Linked DNA regions of Sus scrofa: region 2 is linked to region 1. Evidence: chromatin contacts called from public HiChIP or PLAC-seq data. All regions are on one chromosome and are shown on one strand. The core of a region is the stretch at or near the end of the contact, and the rest is flanking DNA. Distances in the headings are between cores, read along the strand shown.

Evidence for each region. HiChIP or PLAC-seq counts read pairs in DNA pulled down with a chosen protein or histone mark.
Region 2: a contact with region 1 is called in an H3K27ac HiChIP or PLAC-seq map of skeletal muscle, with 11 times the contacts expected there. The contact joins the promoter of WDR66 here to the promoter of VPS33A in region 1. A contact is called at or near these places in 1 of 5 promoter capture datasets (liver), 7 of 47 Hi-C or Micro-C datasets (embryonic fibroblasts, epiblast stem cells, fetal heart ventricle and 4 more) and 1 of 2 datasets of contacts at active chromatin or transcription factors (skeletal muscle).

The regions. Positions count from the first base shown.
Region 1 is chr14:30,467,733-30,472,132 of Sscrofa11.1, forward strand. It overlaps VPS33A (VPS33A, CORVET/HOPS core subunit), which reads left to right and starts at 1,316. Exons shown (of 13, transcript NM_001098604.1): 1 at 1,316-1,448; 2 at 3,936-4,001. The coding sequence starts at 1,347.
Region 2 is chr14:30,790,720-30,795,307 of Sscrofa11.1, forward strand. It overlaps WDR66 (cilia- and flagella-associated protein 251), which reads right to left and starts at 2,143. Exons shown (of 23, transcript XM_013982831.2): 1 at 1,947-2,143; 2 at 84-577. The coding sequence starts at 560. It overlaps PSMD9 (26S proteasome non-ATPase regulatory subunit 9), which reads right to left. Exons shown (of 6, transcript XM_003132874.5): 6 at 2,802-4,584. The coding sequence ends at 4,557.

The DNA.
Region 1 (4,400 bases), core at 66-2,565:
TGTCTCCAAACATTGGGTCTTACACAAGTAGAAGGTCTGTTGATAACCATCTAGCATCCTGACGGTGAGTTTTTTGGTTTTTGTCACAAGGGCACCTGAGTTCCCAGACCAGGGGTCAGATCTGAGCTGCAGTTGCAACCTAAGTTGCACCTTCTGCAGCTGCCAGATCTGTTTGAGGAGGATCCTTTATTCTAGTTTTGCTCATTTGCACCCAAGCATGACTTCACTAACTGTGGATATTTTTACCTCTCAACATAGTTGTGCTCTCATTTAACAGTTCATGACATGGCCTGCTGAGCTCAAAGTTCACTCTCACAGATGGTGCTACAATATGTAATTCTCAGTTGAACAAAAACCCTGCACATGTGAGAAGAGTCTGGGATACAGGTTGAGAACCACGGTGAAAATCGGGTTGAGAATTAAGGCATGAAACACTCTGCATGTATGGAAACAAGTTCTTTTAAAATCTAAATGTCTTTGATAGAATCAAGACATTGAGAGTATAAGTATCTTAGTATGTATGACTGATTATCATCCTCAAATTCCACTCATCGCTTTCGTATACTCCATGTAATTGCTTCGCGTCCTTTCTTCGTAACATTGTATGAAGGATTGAAGGAAACCAGGCAAGACCAAACATTTTCAAGCCTTTTTCACCTCAAAGTACTGAAAAACATATATCTTCCTAATGTTATTTATTGAACAATTGTTAAATTACAGGCGCACTAAGCCTTTTACATAAATTATACCATGTAAATTACATCTTCTTTCATCCTCGTAATTCACAAGAATTTTACCTGGATTCCACGTCGGATACCGTTTGTGTGAAATACTACACATCACACAAAAGTCTATTAGGAAGAGCTAAAGGGACAAGTCACTCAAAGTTCCCGCGGCCCTTAGCCATTTTTGTAGACTGTAGCCGACAAACCGAAAGAACAAAGCTCAGGCCCTTTCGATAGCTATAAATCGAAAAGATTTCCATTCAAGCTCAGCTTGGTTACCATTTTGCAGCGGTATGCTTGCTGCTCTGAAGAAAGTCTCTCGATTTTTCAACGAGATGAGTAAGACCCAGACTCTATCCTTAAACACAGCTCTCAGCGCTCAACAGCTCCTGGACTGAGGCTGTGGTCTTAAAAAGCCTCAGAACCCAAGAGGTAGAATAAAGCGGCGGGCGTTAGGGCCAAGAAAGCGGCAGACAGCTGACGATTCTAGTTTCCGGGTTTGGCGTAAGGTCGGCGGCCCGGGTCACGTGAACACGCCGTCACGTGACTGCGCCCGTGGGCTCTGCTGGGGAAAAGCCGATTCAGTTGGATCGAGGGGGGAGTAGGGGGCGGTGGGGCAAGATGGCGGCGCACCTATCCTATGGGCGAGTTAACCTGAACGTGCTGCGCGAGGCGGTGCGTCGCGAGCTGCGAGAGTTCCTGGACAAGTGCGCGGGAAGCAAGGTGAGGGACAGTGCGCGGCGACACCGCCCTCCAGCGCCGTCCGACTTGGCCTAACCCGGTCCTTGACCGCCTGAGCTCCGGGTGTACGAGGTCCCCTGGGGCTTCCAGAGAGGAGAGCCGGCGGGTATGATGAGGCGGGGAGAGGGGACAGCTGGTGGGGCCTGGGGCATCCAGCCTGGATTCTGCGTGGCATCGCGATTGTTTCGTGGAAGCGGAATAAGCCACTGTGCTACCTTAGTCCCTCACGAATCAGCTTGTGTCAGTGCCATTCAGGTCCAGAGGGGCGAATCCGGTGCCACCCCCACCCCTACACACTGTTGAGGCGGGCCGGCCCGAGGACGTAGATGATCCAGTGTCCATTCATTACAAAGATCATACGTGTGGTTAGAAACCATACCTTTGAAAGTCTGAAGCACCACTGTCTTACAACCTTTTCTTCACATGGATTATGAGAAGTGGTAGCATTTGAGGGTTTTTTTTTTTTTTTTTTTGTCTTTTTGCTATTTCTTTGACCGCTCCCGCGGCATATGGAGGTTCCCAGGCTAGGGGTCTAATCAGAGCTGTGGCCACCAGCCTACGCCAGAGCCACAGCAACGCAGGATCCGAGCCGCGTCTGCAATCTACACCACAGCTCACGGCAACGCCAGATCCTTAACCCACTGAGCAAGGGCAGGGACCAAACCCTCAACCTCATGGTTCCTAGTCGGATTCGTTAACCACTGCGCCATGACGGGAACTCCAGCATTTGAGGTTTTTAACGTCAGCCTCTCGAAACAGAATTGTTTCTCCTGTTAGACATTTTTTTTTTTTTCCTGGCCACCCTGGGGCATGTGGAAGTTTTTGAGCCAGGGATCAAACTTTCACCACAGCAGCAGCGTGAGCCCTGCAGTGACAATGCCAGCTCTTTAACCGCTGCACCACATGGGAACTTCCAGTTAGACATTAATTAGCATCCAGCTCACAATGGAATGGGAAACATAGTAGGTAAGGGACTTCCCAGCATTTCGTTTAAGTGGTATTACCTTGACCCTCTCTCCTTATGATTTATCAGTCCCCATAAAGTAACTGGCAATAAAGCTCTGAAGAGAAAAGGAAAATTGGGAAAACTCTGAAACGAATATTAGAAAGAATAGCACTCTGTGGAGTTCCTTTTGTGGCCCAGAGGTAAGGAACCTGACTAGCATCCATGAGGATGTGAGTTGGATCCCTGGCCCTGCTCAGTGGGTTAAGGATCCCACGTTGTGGCTGTAGCATAGGCCTGCAGCTGCAGCTCCAGTTGCACCCCTGGCCTGGGAACTTCCATATGCCACAAGTGCAGGCCTAAAAAGAAAAAGAAAAAAAAAAAAAAAAAAGAATGGGACCCCAAGAGGTAGAGTAGGTGCTAGCAGCCATTGAGAGAAGACAAAAGCAGGCAAAGTCCTAGGTGCTCAGTTAAAAGTCGGGAAATGATGCTGAAATCTGAATGAGAGCATGGATTATGTCAATTCAGTATCCTGGTTGTAACACCTATTGTGCTGTAGTGTTGCAAAATGTTTTGTCAGAGGAACTGAGCAAAGTGTCTTAGGAATTGTTCTGTACTGTTTCTTACAGCTGAATATTAATCTATAGTTATCTAAAAATTTCAGTCGAAAAAAGAAAAAAATCCCACTGGAGTTTGGCAGCAGAAATGCTCCTAGGGTCCCAGAGCAATGGCCTGTGAGATTATAAGTCCTAGGTTGGAGTCCTGACTTCCTTATGTTATGTATGTCCAAGGTCCCTATGTGGCCTTGGACATGTTACTTAAACTTCCTGAGCCTTTTAAAATTTCCCCTTCTGTCAAAGTAAGATTTGTAGGAGTTACCACTGTGGCATATTGTGCCGATGATGTGGCTTGGTCTCTGGGGAGGTGCCACTTCCACCCCCAGCCTGACACAGTGGGTTAAGGATTGGGCATTGCTGCGGCTGTGGTGTAGGTTGCAGCTCCAGCTCAGATTCGACCCCTGGCCCAGGAACTTTTCTATATGCCTCGGTTATAGCTGAAAAAGAAAAAATAAGATTTATAGTATGGGTATCAGAGGTTTTAATTTTTGTAATTGGATTATATGACACATATAAAATACTAGGTTGCAATTGGCAGCTTCCAAATGGTTCAGTGTAATAATTAATACCATGACACAGATATTTTTTTTTTTTTTTTTTTTTTTTTTTTTTTTTTTTTTTTTTTTTTTTTTTTTTTTTTTTTTCTCAGATACTCAACAAACTATAGTTCCTTCTGTCTGTTTAGGACAGCAACTCTTAACTTTTCCTTGACTGACATTAACATCACTTGCCCTGATGTTATTTGTCTTAGACCTGTAGGATATGAATGTGATCAGAGCCAGTTACAATCTTTGTTAATTCAGACTTTGAGGGCAATATTTTTTACCATGTATGACTGCTATTTTCTGTTGATATTGTTGCACTTCCTGTTATTATCAGTAATAAGAGGATGTTTCTTCTCTCTTACAGGCAATAGTTTGGGATGAGTACCTCACAGGACCATTTGGCCTGATTGCACAGTACTCATTACTGAAGGTAAAATAACCTATTTGGGTTCTGTTCAGGGATTAATCATTCTGTATTTTAACAATAACAGTAAGGAGATTTTTTTTTTTTTTTTTTGGTCTTTTTAGGGCCTTACCTGCAGCATATGGAAGTTCCCAGGCTAGGGATTGAATTGGAGTTACAGCTGCCAGCCTACACCACAGCCACAGCAGCAAGGGATCCATCCTGCATCCTGGACGTACACCACAGCCCATGGCAATGCTGGATCCTTAACCCACTGAGTGTGGTCAGGGATCAAACCCACATCCTCATGGATCCTAGTCAGGTGTGTTAACCACTGAGCCACAAAGGGATCTCCTGTTTGATCTTTTAAATACTGATACTAATGCGTGGGCTGTTTTGTACACAGTGGTCCTTTGGTCGGTGAGT
Region 2 (4,588 bases), core at 893-3,392, 320 kb after region 1:
ATTTGGTTTTATATCTCCATAGCCTGGCAGGTAAGTGGAGAGTTCAATTAGGAATGAATGACTGAGTTACAATTGCTACTTACTGGGAGTGTTCCTAACAAGATTGACTGGGAATCAGTTGGTGTAAGTCTATCCAAATTGTTCCTGGACTTGGTGGCTTCTTGGGGCTTTACTGCAGTTTCCTCCTGGGCTCCTGAAGCCTCTTCCTCCACTTCTTCCCTAAGAGCCTCCTCCTCCTTCCCAACTTCTTCCTCCTCCTCTTCTTCCTCGCCTTCCTCCTCCACTCTCTTCTCCTCTTCCCCTTCTTTCTCCTCTTCTCCCTTTTCCTCCTCCATCCCTTTTTCCTTCTCCCCCTCCTCTCCTTCCTCCCCCTCCTCCTCCTCCTCCCCCTGAGACTCTCTCCAGGCTAATGTGTTATCTTCTTTGGATTCTTCTTGCATATTTTCTAGCTCTTTATAATATGGATCTTCTTCTCCTCCTCCTCCATCTTCTCCTTCTTCCATTTCTATTTCTCCATATTCTTCTGTTTCCACCAGTGGGTTTTCCTCCGCATCTGACATTCTTCTCTGTGGAGTTTCTAGAGAAATTTTGAGAATAATCAGCAAGGCCCTCTGTTTCCCATTTGGATTCCCTGGTGCACAAATCTATCAATGGAACATACAACATCAGCACTGTTCCTTTCCACAGGAATGAAAAGAATGCCATATTCCTGGGAAAGCCTATCCCAAATCTTTCAGAATACTGACCCCAGAGAATTTCTACCGTGACACAGTGGATTAAGAATTTGACAGCAGCAACTCAGGTCACTGCGGAGGTACAGGTTCAATCCCAGGCCAGGTGCACTTGGTTAAGAACTCGGCATTGCCACAGCTGAGGCTCAGATTCAATCCCTGGCCCAGGAGCTTCCATATACCATGGGTAAGGCCATTTAAAAAAAAAAAAATGCGGAGTTCCCTTCATGGTGCAGTGAAAACGAATCTGACTAGGGACCATGAGGTTGCAGGTTCGATCCCTGGGCTCACTCAGTGGGTTAAGTATCCAGTGTTACGGTGAGCTGTGGTATAGGTCACAGACACGGCTCAGATCTGGCGTGGCTCTGGCGTAGGTCAGCTGCTACAGCTCTGATTCGACCCCTAGCCTGGGAGCTTCCATATGCCACGGGTGTGGCCCCAAAAAGACAAAAAAATAGTAATAATAATAATTGCCGGGGCCTCGTCTTTCTAGGAACAACTTTAAAGCCAGCTAAATCATTTTAAATATATTCATATTTCCACAAGCAGCAAAATGATAGCCCAGGCATTAGCAACAAACCGAATACTATGAATAAGGGAAGAAGCAGGTAGCTTAGGGGGTAAAAGTGTGGGCTTTCCAGTCAGCCTCTCCTAGCACTGAATCCCAGCTCCATCACTCAGCTGCTCTGTGACCACAAGCAAGTCACTTTAGCCCTCGGAGTTTCAATTTTCTCACAGGAAAAATAAAAACGATAACCCTGAGTTCTGGGGTTGCTGTGAAGATGAGAGAGATGACATGTGCAAAATGCTCAACACCGCTGCAACACAGAGTGCTAAAGAAATGCCAGCAATTGCTTAGAAAGTTTAAAAGACTTCTAACACATCCTCTCGTTTACTCCTTACAGCAAATTTGAGCCAAGCTCTGGGAGGTGACTTACCCAAGATCAAACAGCTATGAGCAAACCTCTCCCACGCTCAGTTCAGCCATTTGAAAAATTATTGCTATGATTTCAAGTCCAGGGCTCTTAGCACAGACTCTTTCGACTGTCAAACTCTGCCAATGACTCTTGCTGAAGGGGTGGCGGAGGCGGCAGAGGTGGGCTAGAGGGAGGGTGGCTCTTCCTCCAGCTCAAGTCTCCCTGGAAATGCCCCAGGCCCGGCGCAGGTTGAGTGAGAGCCCCCCGTATTCCCACGGAGGCCCCGCTCTAGACTCACCGAGTGCCGCGACCCTGTTCCTCAAAAGCCGAAGTCTTCCGCGGCCTGGACAATTCGTCCACCTCCCGGCCCCTAGGGGCAGCTGCTTTCTCCTCCACGTGCTCCCTAGTTACGGTTGCCACCCAAGCCCCGTCCCCATGGTGACCGCCGCCGCCGCCGCCGCCGCGGGCGACGGGCCGTAAAGCGAGAGGGCTGGACAGTGGTCACGTGTCCGGAAAGCGGCGAGAACGGGTCCGCACGCCGCCTGCCGGTCCCCGCAGAGACAGGCGCCGCCGCGACTTCGGCGTGAAAATTGGCTGCCTTTCCTCCCCTCCCATTCTCTCCAGTTTTTCCCATGGTGCCCCCCGCCGCCCCCGCCGAGACGCCGCAGCGGCCAATCCTAGCAATTCTGCCTTTCTGAAGGCTTGACAAAATTAAGTACGAACTGTTTGGTAGAATTCTCTTGTCAAAAACAAACTAAATTTCCCGGTCTCATAGATGCGGCACCCATCTGTCCAACACCGCTTCACCCGGGGAACTACACGCTGTGTAGAAAATTACAGTTGGTTGGGATTAAATACTACACAGGTTACATTGGCTTGCGGTTTTTATCACAAAGGGTTTCTGCCAAACTAGTGTGGTTAAATCTATTAGGATGATTCCACCGCAGATTGACTCCACTAGAATCTCACAAAGTCAGCCCACCTGCGTAGCCATTCTGTGATTTCCGAAGGGAGACGTAGGAAACCATCCAAAAGCACTGATGCAAAATGCTGTGCTGCTAGCATCTTAGGATATGAATGATTCTCCCCTTCCCACCTCCGTACCCCAATGCTGGGTTGATTCATTTGCATACATCTCAAAAAGCAAAAAGGATTACTGGATGCGACAAGTTGTGTTTATTATAGTCTAGGGCTTAGAAAAATCGGTTTGAAAACACTTGGAATTAGAACAATTTAAACAGCAAACATTGGTCAACACAGCACATCTATGGCTACAAAGGGGGTATAGACATGGATGTTTGACTGGAGTACACAGCTGGGAGGAATACACTCAACAGGAAGGCTTTCCAGTTGGGCATGAGTACCCACAGCTAGTACAGCCCAGTACTGACTCCTGTCAGGGCAAGCTGGTATCTGTGTCCAACCCAAGCAAATCCAGTCACAGGGAACCCAGGCATGCCTCAGCAGAATAGGTCAGATGCCCCCTGAAAACAGAAAGTGATCTCCAAGAACTGTGGAAATAAACACTGTGATACAGTGCAGAGAGAAAGTAAGACAGGGTGTCACTAGGAATCACGGAAACTCATTTTGCCGCGTTAAAGAGAGAAAATAAAAGGAAGGAGGAATTAAGAGTTTTCAAGAATACAGGTCAGCATGCACTGCTGGTTCCCATCAGCAGTGTCAATGGACCTCAGCAGTCTACAAAACAGTGCTGAGTGTGGCCAAGGAGGTTCAAGTACAGAAAGTCAAATTAGAAGCAAACTTGCCTGGTCTTTTATTCCAGAAGTGGAAGGAGTTTGCTGCCCTCTGGTGGGTTACAGAAGAAGAAGCTAACACCGTCCTGGGCTACCAGGGGTGCATCCTGGTGTGTGTGTGCGTGTGCGTGTGCGTGTGCTTTTTAGGGCAGCACCTGTGACATATGAAGGTTCCTAGGCTAGGGGTCCAATTAGAGATACAACTGCTGGCCTACACCACGGCCACAGCAACATCAGATCTGAGCCACGTCTGTGACCTGCACCACAGCTCACAGCAATGCCGGATCCTTGACCAACTGAGCGAGGCCAGGGATCGAACCCGAAACCTCATAGATCCTAGTTGTATTCGTTTCTACTGCGCCACAATGGGAACTCCTCTCTATTCTTTTTTTAATTTTTTTTTTTTTTTTTTTTTTTTTTTTTTTTTTTTTTTTTGGCCACAGCAATGACTCAAGCCACAGAAGTGACAACACCAGATGCTTAACCCACTAAGCCACATGGGAACTCCTAGCTTTCCCTATTATTAAAGGGAGCAGTTGTGACCCTGGAAGCCCAACTGCTGAGGATGCAATATCTGTATCCAGAGTAGCAATGGTACAATGCAAACTCAGACACAGTGCAGCCTGTCTGGAAATCCCATTCCCTAAAGGATGGTGTTTCTGAGATGTCGTTGGTCAAATCCTGACTTTAGCACAACTGTTGGTTTGTTCTGCCCAACTTGCTATGAAGATAACCTAACTTTCATCTGAGCTTTGACTTGAGAGGTCCAAAGACAATTCAGCTGAGGTGATAACATGGTCATATCAGTACTGTAAAATGGTGTTTATTTGAGAAAAAAAACCAAAATTTCTATAAGAATAAAATCATATCAGCACCTGCCAGGATAACTCCAGCCCACTTGCTCACAATCCAGAGGACTCTTATTTAGGGGCATGGCCTGATTTGCAAAAGATGCTAAATACAAATCAAGTTTTTAACAATGCCTTAATCCTGAGAGGTTTCATTGGGAGGCCACAGCATTTCCACCACCTAGTTCAGGCTTCCAGTCTCTTCCAGATCCTTAAGCTTCAGGGAAAGAAGAAGAGGAGGAAATGCCCACTAGACCAAGTCTGGGCAACGGAAGATGCTTTCCTGTTTCTGTTCCCCAGGGACAATCATCTTTGCAAAGGAATAATGTTGCAGCTGG